2 separate regions of the Hordeum vulgare genome follow, and region 2 is linked to region 1. The links are chromatin contacts, called in public Hi-C maps. All regions are on one chromosome and are shown on one strand. Each heading gives the region's core, a stretch centred on a gene start, on an enhancer-like site or on the middle of the called end of the contact. The rest is flanking DNA. Distances are from core to core; before and after follow the strand shown. Region 1 holds the start of LOC123395455 (stomatal closure-related actin-binding protein 1-like). Region 2 holds the start of LOC123395964 (cold-responsive protein kinase 1-like).

Region 1 (7,281 bases), core at 1,398-3,897:
ACGGAGCGAGTAAAGAGACTTGCCAGTAACGCGATTGAACTAGGTATAGAGATACCGATGATCGAATCTCGGGGCAAGTAACATACCAATGGACAAAGGGAATAGTATACGAGATTAACTGAATCCTTGACATAAAGGTTCGACCGATAAAGATCTTCGTAGAATATGTAGGAGCCAATATGGACATCCATGTCCCGCTATTGGTTATTGACCGGAGAGTATCTCGGTCATGTATGTGTAGTTCTTGAACCCGCGGGGTCTGCACACTTAAGGTTCGATGATGTTTTGATATAGCTGAGTTATGTATGTTGGTGACCGAAGGTTGTTCGGAGTCCCGGATGAGATCCCGGACGTCACGAGGAGTTCCTAGTTTCGCTTAGCGATCTACAAGGGTATGCAGATGCATTCTCTCCTCTCGTAGATGGTCATCACCATGGATAAATATTGTATGTGTGTAGGAATTTTTTTTGTTTCCCATGCGACGTTCCCCAACACTGACATCGTGAGCTAGGTCTATGCGTAGATGACATTTCAAGTAGAACACAAAGGAGTTTGTGGATGTTGATATTCAGATTTCTGCCCTCGTTAGACGTTCTTTCGCCAGACAGGTATAACACGAGGTCCTCTTATGGGTCCGATCCACCGCGACCCTGCCACGCTCGGATACGTCATTCCAATCATGGTCGGATGCCACTTGTTCAGCCGTGCCTTCTCCATGTCGTAAAGGGCTTTCGTCCCTACCGCCGTTAACCACTTGGCTCATTTGGCGGCATCACAATAGTTGCGTTATCGACGACGCCTCCCCCTCCATCGCAATAGCTGCGTTTTTGCTTGTGGGTTATGACCGGTATCTTTGGCTTGACCAGCATTTCCCCCGAGTAATTACCATGTAATTGAGGTGCCCCCCAGACCTTTCTTCTATATTTGTCTTGGCCAACATTTTCCACCATTAAAGATAGATACACAATCTTTGCGTATTTGTTCCTATTCTCCACGCAACACATCTATACCTAATAATAAAGCGGCTATTGCTTCCGTCGGAAAACCCACCACGACATTTTTATAAAAAAGCCCCTGTAATTTTTGTTATTCAACCCGCGCTCCATCATTTATCTGCAACGCAAAAGGAAAAAACGATTCGGTGTAAAAATTATACCCGTACGCATCGCCTCCTCCCGTCGACCCTGGGCCACCCTGGCCTGTGCCTAGGCCGCCGCTACACCACTCGCCGCCGCGGCCGACCTCAACCGCCACCGCTGCCGATCTCAACCCACCCGCCTCCACGGTTGTACCTCTCCCTGCTCACTGCCCCCATTGCGGCGCTCGAGCGCATCTCGTCGACCCTGGTCCACCCTGGCCTGTGCCCAGGCCGCTGCCACACCACTCGCCGCCGCGGCCGACCTCAACCACCACTGCTGTCGATCTCAACCCACCCGCCTCCACGGTCGTACCTCTGCCCGCTTCCTGCCCCGTTTCGGCGCTCGAGCATAGCTTCTGGATCAAATCAACGCGACAGCTACAATGACTTGGGATGATGCGTCTGCTTGATGCAGAATGGCGGCGGCGCGCGGATAAGGCGCTGCGGAGCGAAGTACTTGCAGGTGGAGGCGGGCCTCCATGGCTCACACGGGGAACTCTGAGGTTATGGCGCGGCAACAACGACTCCTTATGGCCAGATAGAGGCGCCTAACCCTTGCTCTCCTCATCGTATCCCCTCCTCCGACAGGAACTGATCATCTGGTGAGATCCCCTCCCCATGCCTCCAACCGTGTGCCAAGCACCGGCAAGAAATTTTGTTTTGTGGGAATTTGTTTGCTGATGAATGAATGTATTGAATGTAAGATTGCATTATTGTAGAGAGAGAGAATGAAACACCACCTTCAGTTTGTCATCTGATCCCACGTTCTCTATCCCATGAGTGAAATAAGATAACAGTCCATTGATCAATTCACGTAGCCTCTTTGTTTTGCTTTGCTTGTCCATTCAATTTCTCATCATGGTGAAATTAACAATGGACGGGTTGATTTCTCAACAAAATAGGATAGGACTGACTACATTAGTTAGTTAGCTTATTATTTTAATAAATCAAAATAATTATAAAAAAAAGCGTGTGATATTTTTTTCTTTCGTTGCAATCGCACGGGTCCTTTTGCTAGTAATTTACAAAAGGCTATGGTCTTTATGACATGAATAAGACACACATTATCATGCAAAAAAAAAGGCTTTGGTTCATTCAGCCGCCGTATAACATCCACAATTCACGGGTCCGGTTGATAACCCGACGGTGGTATTTCGAAAGGAATCGTGGGTTTTTTCCATCAGAAAAAAAGGTGAAGAAGAAACAAATCCCTCGCTAAAAAAAAGAAGAAACAAGTCAGCATCATGCATCAACTTCGTGGGCTGTCACGACGGCTCCGGTTTGAACTAATCATGCTGAGTCAAACTCGTCAATCAAATCAAATCAATAATACAAGGACGTACGTACGATAGTACAAGTACGTGAGAGGATCATTATCCATGTGGAAAAGAAGAGAAAAGAAAAGAAAACCACGCACTCAACCACAGCCAGCACGCACGCACGCACGCCGCATAGAAAGAAGGAAGGAAGGCGCATTCGGCGTGGACCTAGCAGCCACCACCGAGCGAGTGTGTGTGTGAGAGAGAGAAGAGTCGCCGGTGGCCGGAGAGGCCATTCAAAGCTGCCACCCGCTGTACCGGGCAGGCAGGCACTAGCTACTACTACTAGGCTAGCCCACTCCCCACTCCTCCCTCCCTTGAACAAAGCCGAGAGAGAGGGTGGCAAAGCCAAAGCCAAAGCCAAAGCCAAAGCAAACCCCTCGCGCGCAGAAAACCGTCTCCTCTTCCCTTCCCTTCCCTGCCCCCCCCCCCCCCCCCCCCCCCGCCGCAAACCCCTCCTCCTCCTACCCCAAACAAGATCCCCCAATCCGCCCTGCTCCGCTCCGGTCGCCGGATCAGCGCCCATTGCGCCGCCGAATCCGCTCCGCCGCCCGGCCCGCGCGGAGGAGGAGGGGCTGCGCTCCAGGGCCCAGGCCGACGCACGCGCGCGCATTGCGGGGTCAGTCATGCGGATTCCATTCATTTTCCGGCTCCTCCTTTTTTTTTGTTGCCGTTGAGATTCTCGCTTAATTAGCTCGCGGGTGAAAACGCCGCTTAATTAGCTCGCGGGTGAAAACGTAGCTCGCTACTTCAACCCAGCCCCGCCACACGCTCATAGAGGGCAGGCGCTGTTCGATCCGTGGCTGTGGGCGGAGATTAAGCCACGGGGGGTGGAGCAGTTGAGCTTGAGCGCCGCGAGAAGAAGAAGAAGAAGAAGAAGAAGAAGAAGGGATTCCGTTTCCGTGTCGCGTGGCGTACAGTACTAGTACGAACCAACGGAGTAATTAAGTAGCAGTGCAGCTGTACTTGCATTGTTTACGTCTTGATTGATGATGGGGGCCGGGCCATGCAGAGGCCGCAACTGCAATACTTGCATTGCGGCCGGGGGGAACCAGCAGGGGCACAGTATTTTATTTGTGTGCGTCTAAAGTACCGTCTTATCTTCCGGTCCAAGCTACGCACAACTGTACAGCAGTACAGTAGAATATCAGTCCTTGATAGATAGATGCCACAGTGTTCAGCTTTTGAGTACTAACCCATAAATCACCGGCTTCATTTCTCTCATCAACAACGGTTTTGTCTAGAGCCTAGACGCTATCTTCAGGGTTAAATACACGGGATTTGGATTGGATGCTGTGTTAATTCGCTGCATTAAGTGAGCCTCCTCTGCACTGTAGCCTAACCAAGAATAACAATGGTGGTCCACTACCAGCTGTAAAGCGGAAACGCCTTATTATTCGCTGATAAAGTTGCATTCCTGCCGTCCTCTCCTCAACTGTGCCCTTTAACAAAGCGGAATTCAACAAGCGTGTTGTAGAAAGCAGTTTGTTACGCCATCATTTTTAATTACGTCCCCGGTGTAAATTTTCCGGAGGTGGAGGCTTCTGTCCCCGCTGATCACTGTATTACGCTGCTAGTTTAATGGGTGGGAGGAGGTTGATGAATGACGCCACATAATTTTGCCAACCACCTACAATTATTTATGCCTGCCCCCGAAGTTTGCTGGTGCGTAATCAGCCGTTTTGGTTCTTTCCGAGGGCCTAGTCTCCTTTATCATACCGCTTTCATGTTTACCGGTTTTATTTGATTAATTATGTTGTCCCTTGAATTGAAAGATAAGACCGTCTTATGTTTATCAGTTGTTTCACACAAAGCTGTAGGTTTTTTCAAGTATAATCAGGTCGTGTTTTATGGCTTATCCAGCCTGTTTCCGCCTTTTGCATTCTTGGATTCGATTTCGCAACTTTAGCTCCGAGCCGTTGTTCCATTGCCTTGTGCATCACTTTTAGCAGGAATAAATTCTCAAGCGCTAATCTGTTATGCAAGTGTCATATTCAATGCAATTCTTGTGTGTGACGGAAAAAAATATTGTGTGGAAATTGCAGGGAATTTGTATTTTATAGATGACCTGGGCTGCGACTCTTGATTATGGGCGCAAGACAAAGAACGAGGACATACGGCCAGGGCCACTGCGTCCAGCAAATATCATAAGGAATAAATTTCCTACCTACAAGAATGGTTCGAACGGCATAGTGATCAAGCTGGCAGATGGCCCAGAAGTGCCGCCTCTCAAGGAGGTTGTTGCTAAGGAGACCGAGGAACTGCTTGATCGCCGTCAGCGCTTCTCAGTCCGTGAGCTTGCAATGAAGTTTGAGAAGGGACTCAACACTGCCACTCTGTTGTCTAAAGAGGTTCAGACCTTTGCATTCTTCTCGAACAGACCTTTTGTATTCAGTGCATGATTGCCTCCATGCCAATCAGTTTAGTTATTAATGAATTTAAGTTTTGATTGACTTGTTCAAACCATCAGGTTAAATGGAGACAAGTGGCTTTGTTGGAGCGAGACATTCTCCTGAAAAATCTAAAGAGTGTACTGGAATCACTGAGAGGTCAAGTCACCGGCAAAACTAAGGACGAAATTGAGGAGTCTATTTCTATGGTTGGTTTCTTTGTATCCTAAACTTCAGGCATTTTTCTTGTAGCTTCATCTGTCATTTTAACTTATATTTATGTCTAGTGATCATTAAAGCTGCCATGCTCTCATTTGATTAAATTTATGCTATTTTCCAGGTGGAAATTCTTGCAGTTCAGCTCTCCAAAAGAGAAGCTGAGTTGATTCAACAAAAAACGGAGGTCACAGAATTAGCGAAATCATTAAAGCTGGTATGTTCCAGTTTGTTTGTTTACAATTTCCAGTGCTATAGAATTATATTTTACAAACATGAGGTTTGATATGTTCCAGAATGAGAATCTATGTACTCAAACAGTGTCAAAGTTCTCAGTATCATGAATCCTTCGTTTGGTAGTTGTACTACATATAATTCACGACCGACTTAAATGCGTATTTGCTTTCTTAGTTGGCAGTTTTTTTCCTCGAGCACACAAGAAAGCTGCGCATCATTATATTAAGCAGAAGAGAAATGAGCCTTAGTTGACACAATCCTTAGAAGATCTATCTGTTTGTGAGATATATCTACAAAGAGGTGTAGTTTGTTGCTTAAGTCCTGAAGTCTTCAGGAAAATAACTCGTACCTGCTTCTCTTGCCTAGCGAGAAGTTTTGAAAAGCTCTTAAAAGAACTTGTACCTAGGAGCTAATAAATGTATTTAATTTTCGAGATCGATTGAAAACATATAAAGACTGCATATTCAGTTAGGGAGTATACCCATTGATCCTAGTTTTAGGGATTTCGTTACCAAAGAAACATACTTATTTTAGTTGGGAAGGAACGCACACCTATCTAAATTAGAGTAATGTTTGTTTTATTTTACAATATAGTTTATGTAAAAAGAAAGTTTGTGTCAGTGCAACTTGATTACTATATGAAAGAAAATATACATTACTACACGGTATTCCCCTCAAAAGTTGGCGGCTTGTGTAAATGTGTAGTCCATATGTCTCAAGATTTTCACCTGATTTTCCAAATGTGCCTCCATCAGAAACATGCAATTAGTCAAGTGAGCATAGCACGCTAATTATCTTAAGCAGGATTAGATCTTCTTTACACAACACCAAAAAAGATATATTCCAAGTATAAATGCTCCCATGCTCCTACCTGTTGTGCTGCTCAACACAACTTTGTGCATTGTCCTTTGTTTGTAGCATTGAAGTTTTTTTTGTCTTGCTCATAGGCTTCTGAAGATGCCAAGAGAATTGTTGAAGAAGAAAGAGTTAATGCCAATACGGAGGTAGAGAGTGCTAGGTCTGCAGTGCAAAGAGTTCAAGAAGCACTTCAGGAGCATGAAAAGATGTCTAAAAAAACTGGGAAGCAAGTACGTTGATATTTCTTTTAAAGCTTCTCACCTTCCTTAATTGTTACTTACCAGTTACTGCAAGGCTACAAGCTAGTTCATACAGTGAAGTTTGTTTACTTTAACTGTTCTTTAAATTGTCCTTCCTCTTATGTTGTTGCTTACTTGCTTACATACTGTATTCTGGCAAGCTATTTTCCTTGGCTGAATTGGTACATACATAATCTGCATAGTAATTCTGAAGATTTGTTCACTTTTTTTTTGTGGCAATACATACATTGTCATAAATTTTGAAGTAATGAAAGCTACCTTTTGTGCACCTGTGCAATTTGAGATGATATAAGCCAATATCATGCATACTAAGCTTAGCACATTGCAGTTTTCTTCTGAGAAACATTGCATTTTTCTTTGTTGCTCCTTTATTTATCTTGGTTAGCTTTGTAAGGCTTCAGTTTCATTTGGTCCAATACTTGATCTCTAGTCCCCTGCTATATTCTCTTTTATACATCCAGAGTTCCGAAGGTTGCTTTGCTTTGAATTCATCAATATGTATCCGAGTTATGACATTTATTTGCTGTTTGGAAGGACATGGAGGAACTAAAGAAAGAAGTTAGAGTGGCCAGGAGAATAAAAATGCTGCATTGCCCTAGCAAGGTAGAGTTTATTATAATTATTCACAGCTTGATACACAAACTGGAATATGTCAATTCTTTTTCACATTCATTACTTCTGCAGGCAATGGATCTGGAAAATGAAATCAAAACTTTACGTAAGACGTTCACTGAGAAGTCCGTGGATTGTGTCAATCTTTTGAAAGAGGTATGTGTTACCGATTCTGGCCTAGGATTTTTTGGTATTTATTCGGCATGGCTAGGCTAGTTTCAAAACATCTTCACATTCAATGGTCACATCAT
Region 2 (7,281 bases), core at 2,461-4,960, 370 kb before region 1:
TCCAACGGAGACATTGTTGGAGACACATTTAACTGAAGAGCAGGCTCGATTGTTCTGACTTTCAGGTCCATGACATCTGTGATCAGGCCTGGCCTCATGATGTTGTCGCTGACGGGGCACTCACCCTTTAGCATCTTTGCAACTGTCGACATGGAGGGCCTGACCTTGGGGCTATCCTGGGTGCACAGAAGTCCTATTTTCAAAAACCTATGAGCTTCATCAGTGCCGTAACCATCTTTTAAGGTCTTGTCGATGATGCTCCCAAGATCACCAGACTCGTAGAGAGTCCAAGCCTGCGAAAAACAAGTGGAAATTTCTGTTTTATATTCTTTAATTTACTATTGACAATGTCAAGAAACAATGCTTCAGCTATTTCTGAAATAGAACCTTTCCACTTCTCTTTGCAGGGATTTCTCATAAATCACTGATTTATAATGCAATAGCAGGTGCACATAATAATTGGACAAAAACCTAATAGATATGTCCTAAGAATGAGAACACCAGTCAATGCAAGTGGCGTAGAAAACATTTTCAGAAACAAATCCAGAACCAGTGGGCCAATAAAAAATAATCTCAAGATAAGACAATGAAAGCTGGCAGTACTACCAAAAATAGTAATTTTCAGGACAGAGAGGAAACTTCCTGGTACTTTCCTTCAGAATACTTCCAACTGTATTTCCTCTTAAAAAAACAAAGAATACCTCCAACTGCGGTAAGCATATAATGCGCATCAACTTGTGATTATCTAAATTGTTCAACCATGTGCACATACCACATAGTAGGTATATGTCTGGCATGATTCTTATGGTCTAATGTGGAGCATCTTGGATTTATCATAGCTGTATTACGTACTATTGTCCTAGACAGAAAATATTTGTTTTTCCTGATTTTTTTAACTTTCTAAAGAATCATAATTAAGTATATATTGTTATTGAAATTTCTCTTTACCGTTTCTAGGAGGAACTGATCTTGGAGAGGCAATCTGGGGTCAGTGTGCCACCTGCCACTGACAATCTCCAGTAGCAGAACTCCAAAGCTGTAGACATCGGCCTTCTTCGTTAGCTGCCCTCGGATCGCGTATTCCGGTGCCAAATACCCTCTGAGAAATGAACATGTCAACTTGTCTTAATCATACAGTACAGTATATTTGAAAGGTTAAATGAGAACAGCAAAAGGTGTCACTTTGCTTACAATGTTCCTGCAACCCTCGTGCTGATATGCGTCATGTTGCCTGGGAAGAGCTTTGCTAGCCCGAAATCCGATATTTTGGGGCTCAGGTCCTTGTCAAGCAGAATGTTACTGGCCTTGATGTCACGGTGGACGATGTGCGGCCGGATTTCTTCATGCAGATATGCGAGACCGTCAGCGACACCGATGCAGATCTTCACCCTTGTCCTCCAGTCAAACCGGATGCTACTGTGGGCATTGCCTGAAGAACATCATGACAAACCAGGGGTGTGTGAAGAATGAATTTACCAGCGATTCAAAGTTCTGAGGAAAATCGAAATTTGGTTGAGCATACTGAAGAGGGTCCTTGCGAGGCTGTTGTTCTCCAGATAATTGTAGACCAGCATTTTCTGACCTCCATCGACGCAGCAGCCGTGGAGTTTTACAAGGTTGTGGTGGGTTATGCTGGATATGACACTCAGTTCATTCAAGAACTCCCTCGTTCCTTGCTTTGACTCAGAGGAGAGCACCTTGATGGCAACTTTTTGACCATTCTTCAGCTTTCCCTGCATAATTCAGACCAGAGCCTGAGCACTCATGGAACACTAGTGTTTGAATTTTGATAGCTGGTCCAAGTGCTACAATGATGGTAACCACTACGGCAGGAAGAGTATAACCTGCCGCTTTCTAATAATTCAGTATTTTTTTGGAGTGACTGATTGGTGCATACAACATGTTACAGGATAAAGAGATTGTGGTGTTTGAACTTGGAAATGTCAAAGCTTGTATGGTGCAAACTGCCAAACTGGCAACTAAACCTACCAGGTAAACACAGCCGAAAGAACCCTGCCCGAGTTTGTTTCCTGAGCAGAAATTCCTTGTGGCCCTTTTGAGCTCCTTGGAGGAGTATATCTTCACGTTGCCATGGAGTGGTATGTCTGAAAAGAGTAGGATGAATCAGGAGGGTTTTAGGATGCTTCAGAAGAACAAAAGTTAAATGAGATGATATGCAGGTTCACCTATGTCCTGCTGCACGATTTGGCTTCTGGATTTCCTCTTCCACCGGAACAAACGGAAGCAAGCCATTGCGAGAGTATGGGATTTGCTTCTTAGAAGCTTCAGATATTTGTACAGAAGCTCATGCAAAGAGGAGTATTATAAGAACCTGAGGGAAAGAAGATCAGTCAAATGAATTATGCAAGTATCTCAATGGAATTGTTTCCTTTTAATTTCAGCCGTAGAAAAAAAAACTCACTCTTGAATGTCCTACACAAAATGAAGCTAGCTATCCATTTCTAGTTTAGCTACTCCAAGGAGCTAAGCTGGGAAGATGTCCTCTAAGAGAAGAAAACGGCATGGCAGGTAGTGCTCTGCTCACAACTCAAAACAGATAATTCTGGTGTGTTTCTGCCTCTGAGTTGCAGAAGGAAAAGAAAGAAATACACTACACATTACTTACCGGAAAAAATAATGTCAAAATTAAACAAGCTAGTTATAGTTGGTGGACATATAAAGAACTGTGCTTGGACAACAAAATCAACGGAAAAGAAAGTCACTATACAGGGGGGAAACCATTTTCAGCATGACCCCTGAACTTCAAATGTTCAACAGGCAACTGAGATCACTGGAACAGAACCAGATGAACTGATGGTTAAGGAGAAAGCACAAAAATGAAAGGAACTAGAAGCGAACCAAATGTTTTCATGAGGAACAGCCCTGGATGGATTGCAAAACTTAGAACAAGTATATTTCTCAAAACATACCTAGCTAGTCAATTGGGTAGATTCAGCAAAAGGGAGAAAAGGAAACCATGAAACGAAACTCACCCAAGGATTAGGCGCAATTGCTCCGAGGAAAGCCAGGGAAATTGGGTAGATTCAGCAAAGAGGAGAAAAAGAGACCAAGAAACTAAACCCACCCAAGGATTAGGCGCAGTTGCTCGGTGGAAACTCCACTGTGAGGTTCTGCAGTGTGTATGAAGAGCCAAGAGCGTCTGATAAGTCCTGGGTGATGGTGGTATGAGGAGCAGGGCACATGTATCTTCTAGATTTAGGAGCAAAAGGGTGCTGTCCTGTGCTCTCTATATATACTAGTCCAGGCAAAGGACTCAACGGTCCCACTGGGATTGACCTGGCCTGTTCTCACCTTGGAGAGATGAGCTGGTTGCAACTTGGGAAGTAGCAAGGAAAGAATGGCTTGTGCTCAGCTCCCACCACGAAACAAAAAGATGACTAAGGATTGGAAAAAAAATGCTTGTTTTTCTCTTCATCTTGGGCCTATTCTTAATGCCCATGCTCTGCCTTTAGTATTGCTATAGTTGGAGACCGGTCCACGGGTTATTGAGTCATACACCGTGTTCACTGTTCATCAGGCATAAACTAAACACTGTGACTTGAAAAAGACCTGCTGTTTAAGAAAAGACACACATCTAGTTTGTTTCCTAAATAGTCAGTCTTTAGTTTACATTAGTGAGATATATAACAGAAATTTTATGGCACAGTAATTAAGCAAGGTAGGCTCGGTACATGCTTGTCTTTCACCTCATATTGGATTGAGATAACAACTTTTGTGTTTCATGGCACGCAGTGGGAAAGGTTTATGAATGCTCCTGGTTTCCTTCCAGAATGGTGCTTCAGCAACCCTGGCTTTAATTGCAGTTTGACATTCTGGTTTTCTATATTGACGATTCAATGATTGAGACAATATAAAGGTTGAAAAGAGGTTGAGAAGAGCCACCTAACCTCATCTCAAAAGGTATGCGTTGGATCTTGCTACTTTCTGATCATCAAAGTGAGATGTACATTTCACTGTGTATCGGAGAAAGTGATCAGTTGACCCATATGCACAATTCTCCTTCGTCGACTAACGCAGGCCACAAAAATTAACACGGTGGTAAAATTTGGATATCTTTGAGCAGAAATGACACACGTTCTCTGCATTTGTGTGGCTTGTAATAAACAAATGCAGAGAAAAATGAATGCAGGTATTTGGGATAATCATCAACATTAGGTTTACATTACCCGCCTACATTTTTATATAAATGTAATTTAAAAATAAATGTTGTAATCCCTGTGGCCCATATAAAGATTTAATGTATATTAATATCGATCGAACGGAGTACATTGTTCAGTTGAAAAAGGACAAAGTAGATATTCTACTCCCTCCGTTCCTAAATATAAGTCTTTTTAGCGATTTCACTAGGAGACTACATACGGAGCAAAATGAATGAATCTACGCTCTAAAATATGGCTATATACATCCGTATGTAGTCTTATATTGGAACATCTAAAAAGACTTATACTCCCTTCGTCCGGAATTACTTGTCGCATAAATGGATAAAAATGGATGTATTTAGAACTAAAATACATCTAGATACATTCGTTTCTTTGACAAGTATTTTCGGATCGAGGGAGTATTTAGAAACGGAGGGAGTAGTGAATAGTACACTTCAGATTTAGTGGTTGTAGTACCTATGATTTTAGTTACCAGCACTATTTGTTTTTATCCTATGTACAAGGGACGAGGATCCAGTTTTTCCTCCAAAGTAGTAAAAGGAAGAAAATGTCTACTTTCACGCCTCATAGTCATCTATAATTGTCAGCGTCAGTCAGGTGTGATGTTGACAGTTCTGGAGATAACTGTAAGGTTAAAGTAAGTTCAGACTCTTGGCCTTTCCAGGCTATCAAGAGACAACTTGACAACTGCTAATGATCTGACAAGTGGACCTAAGAGATTTTCAACAATTTTCCGGTGTACAGAAAGCACAACAGGATCAGCCATTGACCACATCTGCTGGTAGATCAAGTCATGCTTAGTTCGCTCCCCATCTCATTTATATTATTGCACTGTTGGTCAACATTTTAGTTGTGACCATCATGTAACATTTTTTGTCAACATAGACTTCTTGAGTTCTGTTATGACTTGAGTTTATAAATTCAAGAAGCTCAGTAACTTTATTTCCGAGACATATGTACAGGTCAAGTACATATTTTTGAAACGGAGGGTCAAGTACATGTTATTGCACCGTTGGTCAATATCTCGAGCTGTGGCCATCATGGTGACTTTTTATTGTCGACTCAGACGTTTTGAATCCTAATACAACTTCAGTTGATAAATCCAAGAAGTTCAGTACTTTTATTTCCGATATATGTACAGGCCAAGTACATATTATGGCACCGTTGGTCAACATTGTGAGCTGTGATCATCATGGTAACTTTTTTTTGTCAACACCGAATTTTGAATTCTCACACAGCTTGAGCTGATAAATTCAAGAAGTTCGGTAAGTTTATTTCTGATATATGTACAGGTCAAGTATAATTTATCATTTCAGATTTCAAAGACAAGTAGAGAAGTGTGTCCATCAAATCAGTCTCTCTGCTAGGCAGGCTGACAGCTGTATCAACTAGCAGACTTGTCTAGGTCGAGGATTATCCATCAGAACGGTTCCTCTCAAGCTTTTGAGTTGAATTGTCCCATTCCTTCTCTTGCAAGTCAAGATACGTATTTAGCCTGAACACTGCAAGAGACAAACGCAGCGACCCAGTTTCAGTTCAATTTCCACCGGATAATTCCTGGTCTAGATCATTGCTCTGTTATTTATCCAACAAAAACAATTCAGTCCGAAATCCTTTGGCGATACAATTTCTTTATAATGCGCCGAAACGGTCAAGCACATTCCTTTGTTGTGGGAGCTGAAAGAAATCAAGGCCCTATCTATACAAAGTAAAACCTTGTGTTTGATTGGTTATATTTTGCCAATAAAGTCTTGGAACTGACGGTGTACATAAGAACTATGGTGGTTAATTAATGCATTTCTATGACATTGGACAAATGTGCACGTGATGCTTGCCAACACCCATTCAAATAATCAGGAACAGAACAAGGATATGTCAAATCATTTGCTAGATCAAAGTTGCACACACATGCTGGTGTCATCATGTAATCAAGTCTTCCTTCGGGCTCGGAACCGTGGCAGGAGGATGCTTCAGGCTTGTTGCAAGAAGATGCTTGAGCAAATGCAGCAAGCACATACATCGTGGTCGTCTGACCCGTCGTTAATACTGGTTGGAGTATCATCCTCCATGTCTCCCCGAGTCCCTCTCCAGGGGCAATGGACGATTCACCGGCGACATTTGCTGTCCTGAACAGAACATGCAGCAAAGTCAAGTTGGCCGTGGCCCATGTGGAACTTTGCAAGTACATGTTGTTGCATGCTATGGGTTTCTCTGAAATAACAGCGACTCGGTTCATACATGTACATGAAAAAAGATAAGTAAATAATGGGGAACTAGTTACGATCCTGATGTGACATTACTGCAATGTGATTCTTCCACCAACCATCGTCGGCTCAGATGATTCACCTTTCAGATCCGACCCAGTTGCAGTCGATGATTTGGGTTTCATCCATCCTCTTTACTGCTGCTTTAAATCTCATCTATGCTTGAACTGCTTCTTTACACACCTCTTCCCAGCTCTATCCTAGAATTTGAGCTCAGGCCGGTTCTTGTGAGTTGTGACCTTCGGCACTCAAGCACACATCCGCCATTTCATGTTCGCCTATTTCGCAAAAGATCTTCGGGCGATATGCATCCCAGGTCCCAGATTGGCCTCCTTCATCTGTTTCGTTTCAGTTACAGAATTCACGAAGCTGCATGTAGTACAAAGTTCTTGGATAACTTACGTAAAAAAAAAGTTCTTGGATAACAATCAAGCAACAGACTGTGCATGGCCCTGCACAATCCTTCAACATAAAAAAAAAGAAAGTTCCTCAACCAACACAAGGATCAACCATATCTTAAATTACTAAAAGCATTGTGATGTTGCCAAATCTATTTTTAATACGGAAGAGCTGTTCCAACTCTACAATTCATCAACCAAGACAATGACCCATCACATCACTACAAAATTACTAGTAGTAAGCAATCATGGAGTTTGTAATCATGCAAGACTAATCACCAACCTTCAGAATGCATTTCCACCATAAGCAATGACGACAGCCCACAACAATCTAACACTAGTAGAACGCACGTGCGTTGCCACAGGCCAACAAATGGATCTATCACGAGCCCCTCAACGTCAGCTCTTCAATCATAGCGTTAATACTTCGCTATGTTG

What was found. Hi-C and Micro-C count contacts between places; a contact is called where the count stands out from the background.
Region 2: a contact with region 1 is called in a Hi-C map of seedling, with 4 times the contacts expected there. The contact joins the promoter of LOC123395964 here to the promoter of LOC123395455 in region 1. A contact is called at or near these places in 2 of 6 Hi-C or Micro-C datasets (leaf and seedling).

Annotation. Positions count from the first base shown.
Region 1 is chr5H:27,044,654-27,051,934 of MorexV3_pseudomolecules_assembly, reverse strand. LOC123395455 (stomatal closure-related actin-binding protein 1-like) reads left to right here and starts at 2,647. Exons shown (of 13, transcript XM_045090458.1): 1 at 2,647-3,076; 2 at 4,503-4,808; 3 at 4,928-5,056; 4 at 5,188-5,280; 5 at 6,248-6,388; 6 at 6,953-7,021; 7 at 7,103-7,186. The coding sequence starts at 4,521.
Region 2 is chr5H:27,410,800-27,418,080 of MorexV3_pseudomolecules_assembly, reverse strand. LOC123395964 (cold-responsive protein kinase 1-like) reads right to left here and starts at 3,710. Exons shown (of 7, transcript XM_045090984.1): 1 at 2,994-3,710; 2 at 2,187-2,332; 3 at 1,990-2,105; 4 at 1,523-1,733; 5 at 1,192-1,429; 6 at 949-1,099; 7 at 1-293. The coding sequence starts at 2,253. It overlaps LOC123395965 (a long non-coding RNA gene), which reads left to right. Exons shown (of 3, transcript XR_006609868.1): 3 at 3,754-4,296.